2 separate regions of the Zea mays genome follow, and region 1 is linked to region 2. A link is a contact called in public Hi-C data. All regions are on one chromosome and are shown on one strand. Each heading gives the region's core, a stretch centred on a gene start, on an enhancer-like site or on the middle of the called end of the contact. The rest is flanking DNA. Distances are from core to core; before and after follow the strand shown. Region 1 holds the start of LOC103626442 (protein kri1). Region 2 holds the start of LOC100502201 (60S ribosomal protein L30-2).

The links. Hi-C and Micro-C count contacts between places; a contact is called where the count stands out from the background.
Region 1: a contact with region 2 is called in a Hi-C map of leaf, with 7 times the contacts expected there. The contact joins the promoter of LOC103626442 here to the promoter of LOC100502201 in region 2. A contact is called at or near these places in 3 of 25 Hi-C or Micro-C datasets (ear, endosperm and leaf).

The regions. Positions count from the first base shown.
Region 1 is chr5:61,853,681-61,859,166 of Zm-B73-REFERENCE-NAM-5.0, reverse strand. LOC103626442 (protein kri1) reads left to right here and starts at 2,242. Exons shown (of 1, transcript XM_008646850.3): 1 at 2,242-4,626. The coding sequence starts at 2,461. The coding sequence ends at 4,377. LOC100191712 reads right to left here and starts at 790. Exons shown (of 13, transcript NM_001137141.1): 1 at 224-790. The coding sequence starts at 714.
Region 2 is chr5:61,317,623-61,322,833 of Zm-B73-REFERENCE-NAM-5.0, reverse strand. LOC100502201 (60S ribosomal protein L30-2) reads left to right here and starts at 3,298. Exons shown (of 5, transcript NM_001196678.1): 1 at 3,298-3,379; 2 at 3,591-3,696. The coding sequence starts at 3,359. LOC111589380 (small nucleolar RNA Z103) reads left to right here and starts at 4,461; the gene lies at 4,461-4,556. LOC111589381 (small nucleolar RNA Z103) reads left to right here and starts at 4,278; the gene lies at 4,278-4,373.

The DNA.
Region 1 (5,486 bases), core at 993-3,492, 540 kb before region 2:
AGCCCTCCAAATCCAGCAAACCAACCCGCATCCCACAATCGCGTCATCGACACATAGGATTAGAAAGCCCCATCTCACCACACAAATCTAATCATCTAGTATTATGTTTTTTAGGGAAAAAATGCCAGGCAGCGGCTATTAGCTACCAGATTAGATCAAATCAAAATGAGACCAAGTCTACGATCCAGATCGCGTCCCGCGATCCAGCAACCGAGCGACTCACCCGAAAGAGAAGAGGATGCAGCGAGCTGAGATCCGCGTGATCCACATGAGCCGGCGGCGCCACGCCGGCATAGGCCCGCCGCCCACCCGCGGCCTCCCGTGCGTGTCCGCCCACCCGCGGAGAGCCACCCACGTGGCCGCGTAGCCGATCGCGATGGAGAGCCCGAACAGTGCCAGCCGCACCAACGCGACCGGCAGGAGCAGCAGCGTCCTCGACCACGCGTACACGCCGCCGCCCCACGCCGGCGTGCCGTTGCGGAACGGGTCGGCCGGGGACGGCCCTCGGTCCCTCGGCGGCCGGTCCTCCGAGAGGAACGCGAACGGGTCCCCGCCGCCGTCGTCGCAAACGGAGACCGCCGCAGCACCGTCGCTGTCGTCGTGGTGGTGGTGTCGGTGGTTGGTGGCGTGCCCGTTGGCGGCGGGCGCGCGCGCGATGGAGTCGGAGAGCAGGGGCGTGGAGAGGGAGGCGGGGGCTAGGCATGTAGAGGCCATGGACGATGAGGCTGGCTGTCGCCGGAGACAGCGGCGGGGAGGGAGGGAGGGGAGGCGAGCGATGGACGGCCGGGAGTTATGGCTTTTATTTATCAAAGCGAAACGGAGGCAAAAGCTATAGCCGGCAACAAGGGAGTCGCTGTTTTGTATGTGGTCGCCGTTTCGTTTTTGCTATTGTCCCCCGCAGTTTCATGAGTACTTATTGGAAATTTTAAGAATCGTTTCGTTTTCACCTGTCATGTATTTCCTTCTTTTAAAAACTCCACGTGTCTTTATGTGTTGAAATTTCTACTCCTTTCCTCCACATAATTTAGTCATTTTAGAATTATTCTAAATCAAACTATGTAAATTTTGACGAATAATAGATAAGATTACATTATTTTAAACTAAAAGAATCATATATTATAGTAGTTCAAGTCATAATGACTCTAGTAGTTTTATTTTTATATTGTAAAATTTTATAAAATATCTTATGTAATCGGTCAAAGTTGATAATAGTTGGCTTATGACAAATTAAAACGACTAAATCATGTGAACGGAGAGAATATGTATTATTGATTTTAAAAAATAACATTAGATAAATGCACGAGCAACATTCCTCGTACTTAAATGAGACATAACGGTGGTCTGTATGTTCCAAATCTAGACCTGCAATGCACTATTTTCATAAACTTAGAGATGTATGATATATTATTTAACCAGTTCAAGAACATAAAACTACAATTTTAAAGTTTATGAATCTAATCGACATCTCTTAACAAATTCAGAGATCACTGGTATGAACATACTCATATGACTCCAAATAAATAAACATTATTAGGATATTATTGAATGGCAAGTTTTATAAAACTAATAGTTTTTATAGGTGTTATGTGTTTCCTCTGTAATAAAGTATTTAGACAATGGAGCGAAGCTCAAGGCAACGTGTGCGACGACGTACTGCACGTCTGTACATACGGCGAGAGATCCATCCTGCTTGCACATGCCAAATGGGATGCGTGATCCGATCTCAACCACATCCATGCCGTACGTGAGTCAATACAAATATAATCACATCAATCATGCGAACCAGCAACTTCTAAACAAATTGCTTTTGCTTTTATTTTTGCTTTTGCTTTTGTATTTGTAGGCGAACCTAAGTTTAGTTTTTTTTGGCTAATGACTACGCCGACGGTGTCAATTCAGTTGACAGTTATTGCTGCTCCTACGACGGAGCACCGCCCAAACATATAATAATAGAGTTAATTATTATAGGTGCGTGGTGCGTCACGCACGCACGACGCCGACCGGGCGTTCGGCAAGTTGCTACACAAAAGCTGAGGTGCTCGTCGGGCACGAGGCCACTTGCTCCCTGCTGGGCCGCGAGGGGCCGGCCACAGCGATCTCACTCGGCACCGGTCGGCGTCGCGCTCCAGACCAGTCCACACAAGTCCGATCGAAACGCCTCGTCAGTTTTTTCCTCGTAAAAAAAGGTCGTTTTTTTTCGTTGGACAGGCAAACGTTAGTATTTTCTTCTTCTTTTGAGTAAGGCAAACGCTCGGCACGGTAGTACTGCTACACTTGGGCTTCTGAAGTACTGTCAGCCCATGGGTCGTCCTATTCCACGAGGCCCAGCCCAGTTTACCAACGTTGCGCGCAAGATATAATAGTCTCGGCCCGTGTCGATTCCATCGATTAAAACCCTAACCCGAGCATCTTCCACGCCGCCGTTGTCTCGCCGCTTCCAGCCGTTGCTCGCTGAAGAAGATGGGGAGGAGGAAGAAGTCCAAGGAGATGGAGAAGAAGCCGCTGGACATCCTGTCGGGCTCCGACGAGGACTTCGACAGCGGGGAGAACCTCTCCAAGATCCAGATCAACGAGGAGTACGCGCGTCGCTTCGAGCACAACAAGCGGCGGGAGGCGCTGCAGCGCCTCGAGGAGCGCAGGAAGCAGGGCCTGGTCCCCGCCTCCGACGACGACGAGTCGGAGTCCGAGTCGTCGTCGGAGGAGGAGGACGAGGCGGCCGCCATTGCCTCGCGCCTAGTCGACCGCCGCATGTTCGAGGTGATCCGCCGCATCCGCAGCGGCGATCCCCGCATCCTCGACAAGGACGCCAAGGTCTACTCCTCGGAGGAGGAAGGCGGCGAGGAAGGTGAGGACGCCAAGAAGCAAGAAGAGTCCAAGCAGGAGAAGGAAAAGACCAAGAAGGAGAAGCCTCTGTACCTCAAGGACGTTAATGCCCGCCACCTGCTCGAGGAGGGCCCCGAGTTCGCAGCGCAGCCCAGCCGGAGCAGCAGCAAGTTCGAGAGGATCGCTTATGACGAGCAGCAGAAGAAGGGATTGGAGGCTTTCCTTGAGGCACAGAAAGAAGCATTAGGCGATGGTGGAGACGATGATGGCGATTTATTCCAGGTGAAGGAAAAGGCTAGAGCAGGAGCTGACGACGAAGCGGAGGAGGACGAGGAGGAGAAGCAGACAAAGGACCTTGCTGGTGAGGTCTTTGGGAAGGATGAGGAGCTGGATGAGAACGAGAAGTTCTTGAAGGAATTTTTTCTTAAGAGGCCGTACCTTGAGACAGAGAAGAGTAAGTCCTATCTAGATAATATCCAGGAATTGTCAGATGAAGAGGAGCTCGAGATTCAGGAAGAGTATGAGCATGCTTATAATTACCGGCATGAGGAGGCCATGGCATCAGGGGCAGTGGTGGCGGATCGGGTGTTGGGACATTCAAGGGTTGTTGAAGGTTCGGTGAGGAAGAAGGAGAGCAGCAGAAAGCAGCAGCGCAAGAGCAAAGAGGAGCGGATGGCCCGTGTTAAGCAAGAGCAAGCAGAGGAGCTGAAGCATCTCAAGAATTTGAAGAAGAAAGAGATTGCAGAGAAGCTTGAGAGGATCCGAATGATTGCTGGGATTGAAGGAGATGCTGCTTGTAAGCTTGGTGCTGATGACTTGGAGGAGGATTTTGATCCGGAGGATTATGACAAAAAGATGCAGGAGATGTTTGATGATAGTTACTATGAGGCTGATGAGGTTGATCCTGAGTTTGGAAGTGGTGAGGAGATGGATTTGGAGAAGCCGGATTTTGGCAAAGAAGACGAATTGCTTGGGCTTCCTAAGGGCTGGGCTAGTGACCATTCAAAAGAAGAGTCTACTGCCACTGATGCGAAAGGTGAAAAAGGGAAGATCTCTCTCAAAGACAAGGTGGAGCTTGAGAAAGAGATGGAAGAGTACTACAAGTTAGACTACGAGGACACTATTGGAGATATCAAGACTCGGTTCAAGTATAAACAAGTTAAGCCCAATAGTTTTGGTCTGAGTACCTATGATATATTGGCATCAGATGACAAGGATTTGAACCAGTATGTTTCCGTTAAGAAGCTAGCTCCTTACAGAGAGGATGAATGGAAGGTTACACATCATAAGAAGCAGAGCAAGGATTTGATCCTTGGAGGCCAGAAGAAGGAAGGGAAGAAGGACAAATCTGGCAAGAAATCTAGGTCTGAGGAAGACCCTAGTTCTTCAAAAACAGAGAACGACAGGATGACAAATGGGCAAGAGTCAACAGATGCCAAGAAAAAGTCTACCAGAAGTGAACGGCGGAAGCGTCGCAAGTCTGAGCTAAGGCCATCCAGTGATCGATTAGAGGCATATGGAAAGATAAATTCAAAGCGTCACAAGAGCCATTGACCTTCTGAGATTCATCAAAGTACATCTGGGGAATTTTGCTGTTCTTTTTATGCATTGGACAGGTGAAAGTCTTAGATTTAGCTGTCCTTGCTTCTATTTTGGGAGATGCAAAACTAGTGTTGCCCTAGTAGAAACATCTGTTGTCTTATAGTTTTGCAGACATTGTGTTGTGCGCCTCCTTTTGATTTTGATTGTTTTATTTGTAGACCATATATATATAATATAATTTCCCTGCAATTTTTCTTGTCACTGTTGTGCACCTCCTTTCGTGGATGGTCAGGTTATCCGCTTATCCTGGTGATGAATTGGAATATGATCTCATGTCTCTGTTGCATTTGCATCGTAATTATGTCACTGTTATTGTGAATAAATATGTGCCATTTGAATGAATCTAGCCTAGGTGATTATACTGTTTAATCCAGACAGAAATCTGATAATATTGCAGATTGTAAGTAGCCGCTGAAAGCATTTAGTCCCCTGGTTGGTTTTAGTGATTAATGACAACGTAATATTATATGTGACTAACGTGTGTTTTGCAGAGACAAATGGTAAGTTAGGTCGCATGACAGGTAGAAGTATTACAACGGTGAAAACAATCCCGGAGATAAGAACTCGAAGCGACGGCTAAAACGACGAAACAAAAGGCAAAGGTCTACGGAGTCCGAGTGTCAAGGAGATGTGGACACTCACGATTTAGTTAGGTCTTTTATTCTCTTTTAGCCGTACTATAAAGAGGGGTTGTCGATGAGTAGTTTGACCAAGAGAGTTCTAGTGTAGTGTTGGTGCACAATCACACTCACATACAGTGCTAGGTGTCACTCTAGAACTCACAAGTTAGAACGAAAACCGATTTGAAAATCAGCTGAAAAACAAGAGTTAGAGTTTCTGTCCCTGGGGGCACCGGACTGTCCGGTGTGCACCGGACTGTCCGGTGCACCCTCTGCCAGGTGGGGCCAGGCTGGTCCGAGTAAGAAGCTTCCTCCACAGAAAACCCGAGAGCGCCAGTTTTAGAGTTGAATTTTAGTGGCGCACCGGACACCGCACCGGACTGTCCGGTGTGCACCGGACAGTGACTGTTCACTGTCCGGTGTGCCATGAGTCCAACGGCT
Region 2 (5,211 bases), core at 2,049-4,548:
GTCTGCCAACACTTGGGACTGAATCGAAGATCTATGGACATAATCAATACAAAATTCATTGAGCTCTGCAGCCCATTTTCCAATCCTTCCAATAGCTTCTCGGTTTCTCATAATATCCTTCAGAGGTTGTGAAGAAGGAACAATTATGTTGTAAGCTTGAAAGTAACGCCGAAGCTTCCTGGAGGCCATCAAAATAGCATACAGTACTTTCTCCAATTCTGTATAATTTTTTTTGATAAACTAAGAACTTCAGATACGAAATATATTGGGGCCTGCCTCTTAACTTGGCCTTCAAGCTTCTCCTGGACAAGTGCTGCACTTACCGCTGAGTGCGAAGCTGCCACATATAATAACAAAGAAGCCCCTGGCGTTGGTGGAGTTAATGTTGTTAGATCTATCAAATATTGCTTCAGTTCTTCGAAGGCTCTCTACTGAACTAGTCCCCATTGAAAAACTTCGGCTGACTTCAGCACTTCGAAAAATGGTAAATTTCTCTCTGTTGATCTAGATATGAATCTGTTGAGAGATGCCAGCCTTCCTGTCAATCTTTGAGCCCCCTTCTTTGTACTTGGTGGTTCCATTCGAAGTATAGCTTCGATTTTGCTTGGATTAGCCTCGATTCCCTTTGTTGAAACTAAGCAACTAAGAAATTTTCCCTTCTTTACTCCAAAGACACATTTTTCTGGATTCAGCTTTAAGCCAACCTGTCTAAAATTAACGAAAGTCTCCTGCAGATCAACAATGTGGTTATCTTGCTTCGTGCTTTTTACAATGATATCATCAACATAAGTTATCACATTCCTGCCTATCTGAGAATGTAGGACCTTCGCTGTCATTCTGCTGAAACTTCCTCCGGCATTCTTGAGCCCCTTAGGCATCCGAAGGTAACAATATGTTCCACTGGGGGTAATGAAGCTGGTTTTCGGTTCATCCTCCTTCTTCATCCAGATTTGGTGATAGCCTGAATAACAATCCAGCAGACTCATAAGCTCTGATGAAGCTGCTGCATCGACTAAGGAATCTATCCTTGGCAATGGAAACTCGTCCTTCGGACAGGCCTTATTGAGATCAGTAAAATCGATGCACATTCTCCATTTACCATTGGCCTTCTTTACCATAACAGTGTTAGCCAACCATTCTGGATATTTTACCTCTCTGATAACTCCAGCACTGAGGAGTCTTTTCACTTCGTTGCGAGCACCTTCGGCTTTGTCATCAGACATCTTCCGAAGCCTTTGCTTTCTTGGTCTGAAGGATGGATCAACATTGAGCGAGTGCTCAATAACATCCATGTTTACTCCGCAAAGATCATTAGCTGACCAAGCAAAAACATCTTTGTAGTTGAACAAAAACCTTATTAAGGTTTTCTCCTGCTCTTCGGACAGTTGAGATCCCAATAGCACTTTCTGCTCTGTTATGTCCTCACATAAGAGCATGGGCTTCGGCTGATCAGCCGAAGCAGCTTTTTCCCTTCTGAACTTGTATTGCTCACAAGCTTCAGCTCCATCTATGTTATGGATTGCTTTTGAGTCTGTCCAATTTCCTTCGGCCCTTCTGGCAGCTTCCTGACTTCCATGAATAGCAATGGGCCCTTGGTACGAAGGTATCTTCATGCAAAGATAGGCTGGATGAAGGATTGCTTCGAAGGCATTGAGAGTACCACGACCAATGATTGCATTGTAAGGGTATTCCATATCAACAATATCAAATACAACTTGTTCAGTCCTTGTGTTGTTAATGAATCCGAAGGTTATTGACATTGTGATTTTTCCAAGTGCTACGATCTGCCTTCCTCCGAAGCCACAAAGGGGATGTGTGGCATCATGAATTTTATCCTCGAGCTCTTGCATCTGTCTGAAGGCCTTAGCAAATATGATATCAGCTGCGCTGCTTGTATCAACCAAAACATTATGGACCAGGAATCCTTTGATCACATAAGAGATAACCATAGCATCATTGTGTGGGTAATCCTTGAGTTGGAGATCCTCTTGAGAGAAGGTAATTGGAATGTGAGACCATCTTGACTTGATGAAGGGTCCTTGCACCCCAACGTGCTATACCCTTCTCTGTGCTTCCTTCTTCTGCTTCTTGTTGGCTGGCTCTGAGCATGAACCGCCTGTTATCGGGAGTACCAGCTTCGGAGCCGAAGCAGCTCCAGCTTGATCGTTGAACGAAGCCATCAGCTCAAAAAAGTGGAAGTGAGTTCACCGGAGGTGGGCGCCAATGTTGGGGACTTGTTCTCAAATGCTATGAATTAAGAATAAGGCAACATAAAATGTTAAAATATCAGTGCCCTTCGTCCGCTGAAGCATTATTTCCCCAAGGATATACTTCGGACGAAGGTTATAATGGCAGAACTACGAAAGTTATACTTTCGTAATTGAACTCACAAAGATAATATAAAATAACGTAAGACATAAAGCATTAAAGACAAGTAAATTGAAAATAAATAACATCATTTATATACTATATAAATTTAAGATGTTCAAACGTAATATTTAGACACATTTATACCTCTTCCTTGACAAAGTATAATTTCCGAGTGATGCGATTGCAATTGCAGGAATGCGTGAACAGTAAAGGAATATTGTTCACTATTTATAGGCACAGGACACAGCCCGTGAGGAATTACAATCGTACCCCTCATAAAAGTTTACAACAATGACTCGGACTCTTGTGGACTAAAAGGTCATTCTATCTTTAAGTCGGTTTGTAATTCCGAAGCTTCACGAAATGACACCTTCGACATCACGTATGAGCAGCTTCAGCCGAAGTTGTTTCTTTCTGCAGGACCTTCGACGACAAAGCATGGTCCCAACAACGCTCGAGGCCATCGAGGTGACTGGCGAGAAAGAAGCTCTATGAGGTTATTTACATCAAGAACCTCATAGCACGAATATGGCCATTCATGGACCACATCGTCGTTCATGCTGATGATAATATATGAGTTATTCGTTTTTATGTAATCGTTATTCACAAACTTTTTTATCAAATAATTTACATACCATCACAACCCATGAGCATTGTAGTAGGGCATATTTACAACATGGTACGTAGTCTCACGTTTTTTTCTGCCACAAAAAATAGAAATAACTATTTTTGAAGTCAAAGAGATTTTTTTTTCTGGCCACAAAAATCAAAGTTCATACTCCGCGTCTGGGCGTCTGCCGTCTGGGCTCAAAGAACTCGTAAGCCCCATTCTATCCTATACAAAGCCCACATCAGTAACCCCTAGGGTTCCTTGTACTCTATAAATAACCAAACCCTAGCTCTCCAGCCTTCCGCCCCGCAGTCATCCCCGAGAAGAGCCGCCGCCGCGCAAAGCCGCTTCGACGCCGTCACTCATCGGGGCGCAACCATGGTGGCCGCAAAGAAGACGGTAACGATCACATCTGCTGCCCTCTCACATCTACCCCCGTATCTCGAGTTCTCGACTACAAGCCCACGTTTCTCCCACCTTTTCCGTCGATCTGCTGCCGTCTTCTGGGCGGCAACATGTCTTGCTGCTGCATTCCAAGTATTCATGTTTCCAGTCTTGCAATTTATGTTCTAAGCTCTGTTTTTCGTTTTTCGTTGTTGGTTTTGTGCAGAAGAAGTCCACGGACAACATCAACAACAAGCTTCAGCTTGTGATGAAGAGCGGCAAGTACACGCTCGGCTACAAGACTGTCCTCAGGACCCTCAGGAATTCTAAGTGTAAGGAAGCTCACACTTTATATTCTGTCTCATGCGTAAGGCTACTTAGCTCTTGATTAACGGGTTAGGTAGTCAAATCGGTGCATATGGATGTCTGCCTATGTTACAATACCGTAGATTGATCCCGTGGATGTTCAATCCGTGCCTATGGACGTGTTCATGTAGCTGTTTTTTTACTGCTCACAGTGGGAGTATTAGGATTATGCAGGGGAAAAATCAAGTGAAGTGAACATTTTTAGATGTCAAGATGGAAATACGACATTGAAAGAAGGAGAATAGGGCTCATGACCTCAGCCACTATGAACTTTGTGGCTGCATGGACGCCCACCGAAATATTCTCTGGACAACGTATTTTTATCTACGTCACTGAATGTTTGTTCACTCTATACTTAATGTTATCAGTGGAAGGTCAGATGATAGACAGTGAACATACTGGGCGCTATAATTTCTCATCTGAGAAAACCAAGCCATAATTTTAATCATCCGTTTATGATAAAATATTTCTGAATTCCATGTGGTGTTTTTTTGTTGCCTCTTTTTGTGCCTTTTCTGTTATCTTAACTGTGTTGCTGCACACTTATGAGGATATGATGACCCTTTCCCCAGATGATCGACAGTGAACATATTGAGTGCCATAATTTCTCTTTTGAGAAAACCAAGCCAGAATTCTGATCCTCCATTTTTGCATAAAATGTATTTCTGAATTTTATGTAGTGCTTATTTGTAGCCTCGTTTTGTGTTTTTTAACTATGTTGCACACTTATGAGGATATGATGACCCTTTCCCCAGATGATCGACAATGAACATACTGAGCGCTATAATTTCTCATCTGAGAAAACCAAGCCAGAATTCTGATCCTCTGTTTGTTTTGCTGTTTTGCTTTATTTGTTGTGTATCTTAATTTCTGAATTTATCTCAAGCCTGTACATAAAGTTTGTTGTCATTGCTTGCTCTTTTTAGGTTACTATTTATTTCAAACAGTTATTTTATGTGACTGACATTTGAGTTCTGCGTTGAAAACTGATTACCAATGGATGTATTTATATGGCCATTGTGTATGAGTCAACGCCATAATAATCCTCTCCCTGTTTTGTGCGTATATGGTACCTGTGCATGATATCACTGGTTGAGCATGAGTGGGGGATATCTTCTTTCAGATTTATATTTTGTTTGCTTTATAGTGTTTTTTGTGGATTATGTTATGTACAATTGTTTTGAGTATGTCCCATCTAGTATAGTATTTTAAACGTGTAACTTTATTTGTTTGTTGTGTTCTGGGAACACGGATACAATCTCACCCCCTCAGTGTCAAAATCCTTTTTAAGTATTGTACCACGTTCCCGTTTCTTGACCCCATCTATCCGGTAACTTGGTTACTAAGGTCTGACTCCTTTTCTTTGCCTAACTGTTCATTCGACATGATAATAACTTCTTTAAAATTAGATGTGAGTGCACAAAACTATAATTTCTGCCTTAGACTCTACACAATATCATTTGTTATATAGCATGCTTGTA